Linked DNA regions of Podarcis muralis: region 1 is linked to region 2. The links are chromatin contacts, called in public Hi-C maps. All regions are on one chromosome and are shown on one strand. Each heading gives the region's core, a stretch centred on a gene start, on an enhancer-like site or on the middle of the called end of the contact. The rest is flanking DNA. Distances are from core to core; before and after follow the strand shown.

Region 1 (3,673 bases), core at 606-3,105, 400 kb after region 2:
TTCTTCTGCATACTTTCCTTTGTATCCTAAAGGATGTCCAAACAGTGTACGAGTTCACATGATGAATAAATTGATGATCAATTTATGACACAGACAAAGCACAATGGGCTGTACTTCACAACCCAGCAATAGTAGGACAGGGATTATGCGGAATCTAGCTAATAATTCTGAGAGAGACACTGTAGACAAGGCAAAGGTTATTGTGATTGAGAAATGAGAAGGAGACCAGATATGAACAGAAGCCCCTAGAAATATTCTAGGGGCTAGAATATTTATTTATGACAGCAAACACCACTAGGGAGGGAATGCAGATCCTTAAACGACTTCATATCTAGGTACTTGGGAGTATCTCTCTAAAAGTGGGACTCACGAGGAGCGCCTGCTTGACAGACTTTAGTCTGTTCTTCACAAACATCTGCTGTCCCAATTTCAGTTGCTGAGCATTATGTGGAAACATGGGAAGGGCCCTATGCTCCATGGTGAAACGCCTTTTCACCTTCCAACAGGCCTGCCTGGCACCAACTCTAAACTGATTCCAGAACCAGGTCAAGTCCTGGTTATATTCCCTCAGGCATTTGTTGCCTAACACTGTAGTTTGTTTATTTTAAGAGCGGCATCTACTTATTGTTTTTGTGCCATTTTGAGTTACTGTTTTATAAACGAGCTACATTTCACAGCAAGGCCAAACAGCACCGGATAGGGCTATAAACATTTTAACGAGAGAGGAAAAAGACCATTTGAATCCCGATTTCTCCAATACAGTGGTACCTCGGGTTAAGTACTTAATTCGTTCCAGAGGTCCGTTCTTAACCTGAAACTGTTCTTAACCTGAAGCACCACTTTAGCTAATGGGGCCTCCTGCTGCTACCACGCCGCCGGAGCCCGATTTCTGTTCTCATCCTGAAGCAAAGTTCTTAACCCGAGGTACTATTTCTGGGTTAGCGGAGTCTGTAACCTGAAGCGTATGTAACCCGAGGTACACTGTTTAAGCCCAGGTTTCCAACTCTTACTTCGGCGTGTGATCCTACCCGTTGGCTCCTCACCTAGCAAGCCTAGCAAGCCTGACAGTGCCCTACTCTCCGCAGACACGTCGCAAAGACAAAGTTCAGAGAAGGGGCGAAGAAACCTTCGCGTGGTTGCCCGAGAACCAGATGCAATGGCTGCGAGGTAAGGGGATGAGCCCCGGGATGATGTTTGCAGAACCAAAAGGCTCCAATAATCAAGCAACAGGCCGGCGTGTGGAGGAAACCGAGCCTCTGTGCATATGCAGAAGGCGTCGCCCTGATCTGCGGAGACAACAAGCCAGAGGGGGAGCTTTGGCCGCCGAAGCCAAGGGAGGGGGCGCCCCCAGGGACGAGTGTCCCAAGGCAGGGGGCGTGGCGTCCAGTCCAGCTGGAGCCCCGCCACCCGCCCCTCCCTCCTCCTCGGGAGTAAAGGCCTGAATCCGGCCAAGGCTTCCTCGGGAGTAAACCCCATCCAAGTCCATAGGCAACAGCCCCTAATAAGCAAGGGGGGGCAGTTGCAGCGGGAGGGGGGTATTGGCCCCCTGCCCCTCTCTGGTGACAAGGGGAGCGGACGCGCCCTCAGGCCTGAGGGGGGCTGCTGGGGGGGGGGCGTCTGCCAGGCAAGGCCTACTCGGGGCGGGGCGGGGAGGAAAGCCGAGGCCGCAGGCGAGGCCTAGCGGGCAGGAGCCTCACCTAGACTTGCCGACGCCGCTCTCTCCGATGATGAGGATCTTCAGCGTGGTCAAAATATCCTCGTCCATCCCGACAACCGGAGGCCTCTGGCCCGACCGACCCAGCTCCTCGGTCCCTGCTACGCAGACTGCCACGTCTTCTGCGCATGCGCCCACCCCACCCCCTCCGACTCGCCCTTATCCGCCTTCCCCAGGCGCCGCCTTTGTGCGCTTGCGCGCGGAAGGGGCCTTCCGCATCCCAGCTCTTGGCTCCGCCCCTCCGCAGGTGGTGGTGTGGTGCGTCGCGCGAGCCGGTCGGCTCCTGGGGCGCAGGCGCGACGCCCGGCCTGTTTCCTCGCCGGTGTGACGAGCTTAGGAATAAGCCTTCAAAGCGCAGCGGCGGGTGGAAGGAGGCGTCCCGAGGAGAGCTCGCTGAAAGCACGGGAAGGAAGCTGCACGGCGCCGAGCCTGACTTGGCCCAGGCTCCCCAGAGTTTCAAAGAACAAGAGCCTTTCTTGTTCCCTGGCAGCACCTGGAGGCGACACGGCTTGCAAAGCGCCAGGCCCGCTTAAAACGCATTTCAGAGGCTGCGCTGCGTGTTGTCATGATGAGTCACGGAGCCACCGAGGCAGTTGTTGTTGTTATTTAGTCGTTTAGTTGTGTCCGACTCTTCGTGACCCCATGGACCAGAGCACGCCAGGCCCTCCTGTCTTCCACTGCCTTCCGCAGTTTGGTCAAACTCATGCTGGTAGCTTCGAGAACACTGTCCAACCATCTTGTCCTCTGTCGTCCCCTTCTCCTTGTGCCCTCCATCTTTCCCAACATCAGGGTCTTTTCTAGGGAGTCTTCTCTTCTCATGAGGTGGCCAAAGTATTGGAGCCTCAGCTTCACAATCTGTCCTTCCAGTGAGCACTCAGGGCTGATTTCCTTCAGAATGGATAGGTTTGATCTTCTTGCAGTCCATGGGAACTCAAGAGTCTCCTCCAGCACCATAATTCAAAAGCATCAATTCTTTGGCCATCAGCCTTCTTTATGGTCCAGCTCTCACTTCCATACATCACTACTGGGAAAACCATAGCTTTAACTATACAGTAACAGCATACAAGTACAGTACAGTATATGGCTGACATCAGTTATTCAGAAATGCTTATTTTTTAAACGCATTTTCTTAGGTTGGCATTGCCCGTCTTCTGGGTTTCACTTCCCCTTTTTTGAATGCCTAGAGCAGGTGGGCACACATTTTGCAATCATTTGACATCCAAATTGTCCAGGTGGCCTTAAAGGCAGGGCAGGAGATTCTGTGGCTCTTGGGATGTTGTTGGACTGGCAACTCCCATCAGCCTTGGCCAATTGTCGGCGATTATGGGAATTAAAGTCCAGTGGCATCTTAAGTGTCGCAGATTAATCACTCCTGCATTAAGGAAAATAACTACAGTAATTGAAGCTTTTGTGTTGTGATGGGTGTTGGGGAGTCCAAAACAGGGCAGTCAGAGTAGTCTGATGTCAAGGCTGCAGTGCGACTGGTTGCTAGTTGAGGGGGCACAGAGGGAACTGGCATGCAGATGCAGCCTGTGTATATTTCCATAGGCAGCAATCAGAGAGGCCACAGACAAGTAGCGTGGTCCGTGGTCCGAGACCAGGAAAAGATCAGATTCTAAGGCAGGGGTCAGCAAAGTTTTTCAGCAGGGGGCCGGTCCACTGTCCCTCAGATCTTGTGGGAGGCCGGACTATATTTGGGGGGGAAGAACGAATTCCTATGCCCCACAAATAACCCAGAGATGCATTTTAAATAAAAGGACACATTCTACTCATGTAAAAACACCCTGATTCCAGGACCGTCCATGGGCTGGATTTAGAAGGCGATTGGGTCGGATCCGGCCCCCAGGGCCTTAGTTTGCCTACCCATGTTCTAAGGGCAGCAGCTGCAAGTCCAAGGCAAGCAGGCATGCAATGAAAGGACAGCAACTGCTCTGTCCAATAAGTTGCTTAAAGTGGGGG
Region 2 (3,265 bases), core at 301-2,800:
TTTGTAGCATCCACACCACCTTGTATTATACTAAGCACAACAGGGCCTTGTCCAGAACCTCTCTCCATCTGCCCCTTTTCACAAGGCTGTGTGATGAATGTTTACATTAGATGTGCTGTCACTGACTGCAGCCTCCAGTTGTCAAAGCTGCCTCTTTCATCTGATCACTCAGGTATGTAAGTGTAGTGGTCAAATAATCCCCTGTAAATGACCGTATTTACACCTCCAGCCCTCCCTATCCTTTTAACACTGGGGAGATGACAAAGGGAAAGCCTCAAATGTCCCGTCCCCCCCAACTTCACTCCGGCCATTTCCCAAATTTCTTCAGGGGTACCTTCAACATGGTCCCAATTTAAAGTTTTCTCAGTTGACAGAAAGGGTTTGAGGAACTAGAATTCCCTTCGGGCTTTACTACAAGCCCAAGGCCTAGAACCTATCCCGGCTCCTATCTCGTCTCCTACGGCAAGGGAAGACGGTCAGCGGCACTCGGGAAGCCTTTTCGGACTCGGGTTCCGGCCGCTTACCGCCATCCCATGGGTTTCGCTCGGGGGGGGGGGAGGGAAAAAAGAAAAAACAATGCCGCCCTCCGCCTCCTGCGGCCCGCATCGGGCCTAGGCCTCTCGCTTCCTTGCCCCGCCGCCAAGCGCCTCTCGCCGCCTCAGCTCGCGCTCAAGCCCTCGCGGTCGCGGGGGTAAGAGAGCAAGCAAGAGCCAGAGTCGCCGCCGCCCCCTTGCCCCTTCCCGGCCCGCCGCGCGCGGAGCAGAGCGAAGGGAAGCGGTTGGCTCCCCTCCCCCGCGGCCTGCAGCGGCGGCCGAGGCCTGCGCTCGAGTAGTTTCGCTCGCCCTCCCACACTCCAGTTACTGCCGCCGCCGCCGCAGGGGCCTATCGGTGTGTGGGGCTGCGGCGGGCGAAGAAGTCGGTACCTGGTAGGGCTGCGAGTCCCCCTTGCGGTCGTGACAGCTGGAAAGAGAGGAGAAAAAGACGTTACGTTAGCGAGCGACCGTTACTGGCCGTTGGTATTGAGGGTGGGGGGGGGGGGTAGGAAAAAGAGAGAGAGAAGAGAGAGAGTAAGACGGGAGGAGGGCGGAACGAGAAAGGGGGTTATTTACCCATCATTGAGTCTTTGCTTATTCCTCGCATACATTACCATCAATGCCCGGCCTGTGTGTGAGAGACTGAGGGGACCAGGAGGGCGCGGCCGGGCCACGGGCGCCGCCGAGGGGGGAGGGGGAGGCAGCGCTCCGACCGGGGACAGGGAAGAGGAGGAGGGGGAGGGAGGGAGGAGGAGGCGGAGGAGGGGCGGCTCAGGCAGCTCGGCTGTGAGGGGAAGCAGCGCTCACGGGCCCATCTCCTCCTCTCCGCACCAGCGAGAAGGAGAGGCGCCCCCACAGGACGGACACACGCGCACAGCCGGGCGCGGGAGGCACAAGGCGGCCGCGTCCCCTCCGCTGCTGCCACTGGCCGCCTTCGCTCGCTCGCTCGCTCGCCCTCCGCCGCCGCCGCCGCCAACACCTCCTCCCCCCTCCCTTCAGCTACAGCTCCAGCTCCCAACACTACCGCCGTCCGACTACATCCGGGAAACTCGGACGCCGCCGCCTTCGCTTAACGTCGGCTGATATCGGCTCTTTCCGCCAAAGCTCCTCCCATTCCATCCAGTCCTTTTTTTCTTTTTTGAACCCACCCTCTTTCTTAAGACTATGCCCCGCCTCCTCCCTTCCGGATGCTAAGGCGAGTTCCTTCGGGAAACATCGGTCATTTCCGTCAGGCTCCCACAAGCCCCCCCTTGGGTCGTTTGGTTTTTTTTAGCCTCCCTTCGCTCTCTGTTCGGTCGCTGCAGTTTCGGAAAACATCGGTAGTCTCTGTGCAGCCTGCAGCCCTCGCATTCGGGCGGCACCGGCTGTCTCCGTCACGGATTGCTATCTCCACTTCGACTATTTCCGCAAGGGGAAGGAGAAACGCCGCCACAATCGGTTATTCCCGTAGCTCCCCCCCATCTTAATCCTCCGAGAATGAGCTCCGGAAATACGCTCGGAAAGTGGTGGATAAATTCAAGCTAGGTGGCTTGGAGTTTTTCTTTGGTTCCTGTTTCGGCTGAACGACGTTCTCTGCTGGGATAACAGAAACGCGTTTTGTTCCATCCCCGACGAAGCCGAAGTTACCGGAGTTATTTAGTGGGCGTTACCGGAGGTGAGGATGGAGAACTAGAAAAATGTAGCTATGAATGGGACTTTCGTAGAATTATAGAGTTGGAAGAAGCCCGGGGGTCATCTAGTCCAAGCCCCTGTAATTTAAAACAAAACGTCACCAGAACCATTTCTGCACTGTGTGTAGTTTGTACAACAGTTTGAATCTCCAAGGAAAGCCTTCTGGGGTGGGGACACGAAAACGTCCTATTTGCATGCCTATCCAGGAGTAAAACGTGTTCAGGTATGCGTGTTCCCAGGTAACTAGGTAGACACGCTTCGCCCAGAGCCCTCTGTGGGCACTTAAGGCGCGATCCCATCCCGCTTGCCCGAGAGTGAGCGCCTATGGACCTAAATGGGATTTACTCCAAGCTCCACCGAGCTGAAGCGGGGCACAGATTTCCGAGCGAGCCTTTGCAGAAGCTACAGTCCCGGGCGGGCTTATTGAGCAAGAGGCGCCTTTGCTTCCAAACAACTAACGCTTGACTTGGGCGGGGCTGACGCCGCATCAACCCGCCGGGGCGTTTGCTTGCGGGAGGGGAAGAAGTAAGGGCCGCCGCGGCCTCAACGCTCGCAGTGCGCAGCCGCGGAGGTGTTCGCTTCCCTGTGTCCGCGCCGAGGTGCCCAGTGGCTGCTGCGGGCCCCGCCCCCTCTCGGCGCCTCATTCCCAGCGAGGAAGGAGGGTGACAACCGAGCTATTCTGGGAGGCACGTGGGCGGCCGCTGGTCTATTCTGGGTCCGGGGGAAAACAGCTGCCCGCAGCGCGGAGGCGAAGCAAGGAGGGCGGGTTGCCGGGGAGGCATCTCCGCCAACTGGTGGCTGGGCGCCGCAGCTGCTTGCTTTTCTTTTGCAGCTTTAGCGGAAGGTTTTGAGGGGAGAGAGAATACAGTGGTACCTCGGGTTAAGTACTTAATTCGTTCCGGAGGTCTGTACTTAACCTGAAACTGTACTTAACCTGAAGCACCACTTTAGCTAATAGGGCCTCCCGCTGCAGCCGCGCTGCGAGAGCACGATTTCTGTTCTCATCCTGAAGCAATGTTCTTAACCTGAAGCACAATTTCTGGGTTAGCGGAGTCTGTAAC

What was found. Hi-C and Micro-C count contacts between places; a contact is called where the count stands out from the background.
Region 1: a contact with region 2 is called in a Hi-C map of tail, with 3 times the contacts expected there. The contact joins the promoter of RAB18 here to the promoter of WAC in region 2. A contact is called at or near these places in 2 of 3 Hi-C or Micro-C datasets (blood and tail).

What each region holds. Positions count from the first base shown.
Region 1 is chr12:21,487,030-21,490,702 of rPodMur119.hap1.1, forward strand. RAB18 (RAB18, member RAS oncogene family) reads right to left here and starts at 1,856. Exons shown (of 7, transcript XM_028750517.2): 1 at 1,698-1,856. The coding sequence starts at 1,765.
Region 2 is chr12:21,086,992-21,090,256 of rPodMur119.hap1.1, forward strand. It overlaps WAC (WW domain containing adaptor with coiled-coil), which reads right to left and starts at 1,551. Exons shown (of 14, transcript XM_028751401.2): 1 at 1,110-1,551; 2 at 924-960. The coding sequence starts at 1,150.